Linked DNA regions of Zea mays: region 2 is linked to region 1. The links are chromatin contacts, called in public Hi-C maps. All regions are on one chromosome and are shown on one strand. Each heading gives the region's core, a stretch centred on a gene start, on an enhancer-like site or on the middle of the called end of the contact. The rest is flanking DNA. Distances are from core to core; before and after follow the strand shown.

Region 1 (2,816 bases), core at 194-2,693:
AGAGGAGTCTAGGTCGGCCTGCCGAGCCTAGACAACACCTAGGATCTCTCTTCCCCGACGGGGTCCCTCCCGGGAGCGAGATCCAGGCGCCGCCGGCGACCTTCGCCACCCCCTGCGCACGCGCGGACCGTCCGGCCTGTAGGCGCGGACCGTCCGGCCGTCAGGCAGGAAATCTTTGCCCCTGCTCCAGGTCGCGGACCGTCCGGTCCCTGGTCGCGGACCGTCCGCGCCTGTGCAGAGAGCACCGCCGCCGGTTCTTGTTGAGTGTTTGGCACCCAAAAAAGGTGTCAACAAGCCCTTAAAGGTTTATTAGAACCACCGGTGAAATCTGAAATGGATACTAACTTCATTAATTCTTACTTCAGTGAGAAGAATATATTTGCCAAGCATCTAATGATTGGAAAAGGGAACATAAAAGAATGTCAACGGTAACAACAAACTGTAACAGAAAAATAATTATGAATCTGTAATCAAGCATCCTATCCTCACTGATTTCGGGTTGAGAGTAGTCAGAAAGAAGAACGAAAACCAGAGACAGCACTTAAACCAATCTCAACAAAAGAACAGCAACGAAATGGCCATCCATAGTCGAAGCTTGCAAAATTCACTCTTTTCTTTTCCCCAGCAGCTTGATGCTTTCTTTATGGAAGTGTACCATCCCTTAGCAGTCGAGACTAGTACCATACCACCCGAGGCTGAGGAGACATTTCCTTAAATAAGGCCCTTTAAAGCCCTCACGAGAGAAATGCCAAGCCACGCAATGATTTGTTCTCTGGGCCACTAAGCGTGTGCCGGACAGAATAATTCCCCCAGACGCACAAGCAACAGCTCTCCCCATCACCCCGCACCAAATAGACGGCGCAGGGGCGCCCCAGAAGGAGGAGCCGAGCAAAAACAACCATATCCCCGAGAACCCAGCGGGAAAGGCAGCTCCAGAAGCCGCATATCACCACCGGAAATGCGAAAGCGCGGGGCAAAAGCTCGATATTCCGGCTCCACGACTCAATCCCACCGGCGCAAATGTCTCATAAACTAGGAAACAAAGCTAATGCGCATCGGAATCCCTCTTTCCCCCGCCCCGAATCAACCTCTGCGTGACATGGAGGCGGCGGAACTCGCAGATCCCACGGGAGCAGTGAGTGAGTGGCGCGAGTGGCAGATACAGGGAGGCGCGGTAAATTTACCTTGAAGTTGTTGAGGAGGACGGGGGACTCGAGGAGAGCTCCGGGGCTAAACCCGGTGGGGATGGTGAGGCACGGCTCCCGCGATATCGGCAGCCGCGCGGGGGACATGGCCTTGTACCTCGCGCCGGCGCCGGCGAGCGCAGACACACGTCGATCCGCCAGGACCGGCTTCTCCGGCGAGCACCCAGCGCCGGCGGGAAGGTCGCCGGAGCTAGGGTTTGGCGAATCGGCCATTGGCGCGGGCCGCGGGGGGAGGTGAGTGAAGGAGACGAGACAAGGAGCGACGAGCAGCTAGGTGGTGGTTTTGGAGCCTAGAGGGGATGGTGGGAAGGGCAGTTTGGGGAAAGTGGCCCCGGCTGGTTGCGGGGGCAGCGTGGTGTGGGAGGCCGCGACTCGTGTTGACTTGATTAATGGGGGCACGTGGATTGCCCCTTGTGCCCCTGCTACGTGCGCGAAATCGCAGGGGCTGGCCGGAAGCGGAGCAAGCGTGGGGGGACGTGGCGTGCGCGTGAGCGTGAGCAGAGCAACCGCGGCACGAAACCGGTGGGGCCAGTGGAGTGCAGACAGCGACCTTGGCTGGCTGCGGGGTCGGCTCTTTGGGGCACCGTAAGCTCTCTTTTTGTTACGTCCCTGGATACTGGGCCCCGCACTCTGGTGGTCCCGTTGGCAGTGACGAGTGACGTTTCACGTGCGCTGGGGCCGTGGTGGTGGTGGAAATGTGGGTTAAATTCTGCATGGGATACCTGTCAGAGCTGAGGCGCACAGCAGAAACCCATCCAGATCATCTTGGGATTGAATGCGAAACAGAGGAAGAGGGATCTGGCCTGAATTGATTGCGGGAGCTGCAAGTTGGCTGGCGTTTGTTTCTACTGCGGTTTTACAGTTGTTTTTGTTTTCAAAAGCCAAAAACTCGATCAAAGATATTTTTTAAGATGTTACTATTTTATAATTAGTTGTTTTCCTATAGTATATTTTTCAAAGTATTCTAGGCTCGGCTTCTTGTCTTTTTGTTTTCTACTTAACTACTTTTAAAATTTCAAAAATTTTAAAAAAACTCCTTTTACAGTTGTTTTGACAAAAGACTATATTATAAAGCACCGTCGTCATGTGTCACTCCTTCCCTTCTATTTATCTCTCTCCCCACCCACCAATATTTAAATGGTAAAAAGCCTAAAATTATTCACAAATGAGAATTCATACTATGTTTGTTACCTCCAAACCCATGTTCACACACTTAGGCCCTGTTTGGGAACAAAGTTTTTGAAAACCACAGTTTTTTAAAATACTACAGTATACTTTAGTCATGACAATACCGCGGTTTACAATACCGCAGTTTTGAAAACTGAGGTCCAGACCTAAGTTTAGAATACCTTAAAACAACTATAATATTTGCAATACTTCAGTTTTGAAAGCAGAGATTTTAGTCAGCTTGCCAAACACCATTCTGTATATAATACTGCAGTATTTGAGAATACTGCAGTATTCTTCTAAAACTGTGAAAAAACTTCACTCCCAAACACCCCCTTAACTAACACAACAACGTATTTTTTATTTTATACTCTATACTTAAGAATATATAGAAATCAATGCAATGTACGAGCATTTTGCTAATATATATATATAAGTTATTGT
Region 2 (3,196 bases), core at 373-2,872, 130 kb after region 1:
GGTATACACCAGGACTGAGGTGGAGGCGGCCGCGGTTGAAGAGCTCTAGCGCACGCGGCGGCGGGAGCGACGAGGGAGAGGTGAGCGGAACACACTAATTGGTTGGATGAATGAGTATGGCTGAGCTCGTGCGAGCTTGGCCCGCTAAAAATGGAGTGCTCCCTATGTACCTGCCCATGTAGGGAGAGGAAGTGATATTTATCCTATGTTGTAGCTGCAGGTGCAGCTTTAGCCCCACGAATGCAGGCAGAGTCATCCGCTTGGTCAACACACCTGACGGGGTGTGCATGCAACCAATCAAATATGTAATGTGTGAAACTCTGCAGACTATAAACTCGTTTTTACGTCAAGATCTTAATTGCACAATATTTACTTTGGACCAGCGTAAGTACGAATAGGATAATTGTCGGGAAAGAGTCACTAAAGACAGTGGCGGATCCAGGATTCATCTAAGAGGAGGGCTACTAAATTAAGACTAACACAAAAAAAATTTAAACCAAACAAAAAATATAATTGATATTTAATATGACACAAGATGCAAGTTATAATTTAAACATTGAAGAAATATGTAGTCCAAAAATAAGTCTAAAAATAATTTAAACACAAGATGCAAGCTATAATTAAACATGAGATTACTATCAAATAAATAATCAAATTCAAATTAAAACTTCAAATCAAACTTGACAGAAACAGAAATACAGAAGGGCTCACCGGCCGACCGACACTCTGCAGCTCTGCTCGCCTGCTCGGGCACTCGGTCGGGCGGTCGGCGGCTGTCCGGCTCGGGCGCTCGGCCTCGGCGGGCGTGCCGCGTGCGGCAGCGGCACTGCGGCAGCCGGCGGCAGCGGGCCAGCGGACAGGCGGACAGCAGTCGGGCGGGCCTGGCGCAGTGGCGCTGGCGTGGCGGCCTGGGCTGGGCGGTCGCGCGGTGCCGCGGTCGCGCCTGGCGCCTAGCGGCTGGCGGCCTGGGCGCCGGACCGTCGGTGGAAGACTCGCGTGGGCGCGTGGCGCCGCGGCGTGGGTGCCCAGAAGGCCAGAAGACTTGTGCGGCGTCTGCGGCTCTGGCGTTGGCGTCTTCGCATCTGGATGCCCTCGGCGCGGCGGCGGCTAGACGCTGAACTAGCGTAGCGACTAGCGAAGCTGCTGGGCTGCGGCTGAAGACCTGCTCCTCGCGTTATTGGACCGCGACCCGGCTGCAGCCAGTCGTAAATCCGCCCCTGACTAAAGATAACCGTAAAATAGTGCCCGTGTAGTGACCTTAGTACCTTACTAGTGGTAAAGCCGAAAAAGGGAATTTTTTTACGTACCTCGACGTTCACGTCATGACTGCCGGATGGCCGGGTGGGTGCCGCATGCACCTATACCGCAGCGCGAGGATTGGACGGGCCGCACGCCCGCGCCCCACAGGCCCCAGCGCGCCGCGGCGACACGGGACGGGAGCCCAACCCATCCCCGCCCGCTTCGGTTGCGTGCCTGTCTGTCGCGTAGGCTCCACCTCGCTCACTCCTCGCTTCTCCCCCTTCCGGCCTCCACTTCGCCGCGCACGTAGCCACAGCCCAGCAGCTGCTGCTATCCTGCATCGTCTCCTTCCCCGCACCACACAAGCAGCCCATATCATCCATCGCCTCCAGCGCGGCGCCGACCTGCCTCTCCATTATTTATGCATTTCCGCCCCCACCCTTACCTTTCCCAATTCAGCCGAGGACCGCAATCGCAGGGCACTGGGAGCGATTAAAAAAGGCAGCCTCCCCCGCAAGGGTAAAAACAAACAACCACCGCATCGCGGCAGGCAAGGCATCGCCCGCCAGCCACCGAGCGGAGGGGGAAGCAAAAGCTTGATAAAAAGGAGAGGAGGAGACGAGACGTGCCGTCCGGACCCAAGCAACTTCCTCCCACCACCTCCTCCCTCCCATGCCCGCATCGAGATCTTAGCGGGACAGCGAGAGGAGAGGCGACGCCGACGCGGGCGCCCCCTGATCCCTCCTCGCCGCCGCCGCCGACCGACCGACCGGTAAGCGTCCTTTTGATCCGGCCGTCGCGCACAGCGGGTTACTCGCTGCGCCGATCGGTGCCGGATCGCGCCGGGGGCGGCCGGATCTGGTACGGATCTCGCGGCGGCCGCGTAATTCCGTGGCCTTGTGAGGGGGCGTTGGCGTTTTGTCCCGTGTGGGCGCGCGCTCGTTGCCCTGATCGCGGCGTTGCTTTCGGCTCGGATCTATTTGATGCCCGTGTCCTTTTTTTTTTTTGTGGTGGACACTGCGGATAAGTCGGGGATTTGTCTGCATTTGGCAGTGGCTGGCTGGTATGAAACTGGGCCTGCTGTTGTGGATTGCAGGGGGAGGAGGAGGGGAGGGGAGGACGGACACGATGGAGGCGGACTCCGGGAAGCTCTTCGTCGGCGGCATCTCTTGGGAGACGGACGAGGATCGCCTCCGCGCGTACTTCGGTCGCTTTGGCGAGGTCACCGAGGCCGTTATCATGCGGGACCGCAACACCGGCCGCGCCCGTGGGTTCGGGTTCGTCGTCTTCGCCGATTCCGGGATCGCCGAACGCGTCACCCTCGATAAGCACATGATCGACGGGCGCATGGTACTTGTGTTATGCTCTCACCTTTCTCTCTGCTGTTGCATTGACGTACATTTTACTGGGAGCTGTTTCTCACTTTACGATCTGTTTCCAATTTAGGTGGAAGCAAAGAAGGCCGTTCCTAGGGACGACCAGAGTATTGCGAGCAAGAACAACAGCAGCATAGGGTCACCTGGACCAGGACGCACTAGAAAGATCTTCGTTGGAGGTCTGGCCTCAAATGTTACCGAGGTCGAATTTAGGAGGTATTTTGAGCAATTTGGTGTGATAACCGATGTGGTAGTGATGTATGACCACAACACGCAGAGGCCTAGGGGCTTTGGTTTCATCACATATGACTCAGAAGACGCAGTGGACAAGGCACTGCACAAGAACTTCCATGAGCTGAATGGTAAAATGGTCGAGGTTAAGAGGGCTGTGCCAAAGGAGCAGTCTCCTGGTCCTATTGCACGTTCACCTGCGGGAGGGCAGAACTATGCTATGAGCAGGGTTCATAACTTCCTAAATGGCTTCAACCAGGGTTACAACCCGAACCCCCTGGGTGGTTATGGCATGAGGGTGGATGGAAGGTATGGTCTCCTTACGGGTGCACGGAATGGGTTCTCTTCGT

The links. A called contact is a pair of places that touch in the nucleus more often than the background predicts.
Region 2: a contact with region 1 is called in a Hi-C map of tassel, with 4 times the contacts expected there. The contact joins the promoter of LOC100279976 here to the promoter of LOC100279793 in region 1. A contact is called at or near these places in 5 of 25 Hi-C or Micro-C datasets (bundle sheath, leaf, root tip and 1 more).

The regions. Positions count from the first base shown.
Region 1 is chr7:170,368,751-170,371,566 of Zm-B73-REFERENCE-NAM-5.0, forward strand. LOC100279793 reads right to left here and starts at 1,444. Exons shown (of 6, transcript NM_001152751.1): 1 at 1,185-1,444. The coding sequence starts at 1,418.
Region 2 is chr7:170,501,093-170,504,288 of Zm-B73-REFERENCE-NAM-5.0, forward strand. LOC100279976 reads left to right here and starts at 1,623. Exons shown (of 4, transcript NM_001152924.1): 1 at 1,623-2,011; 2 at 2,336-2,589; 3 at 2,686-3,196. The coding sequence starts at 2,368.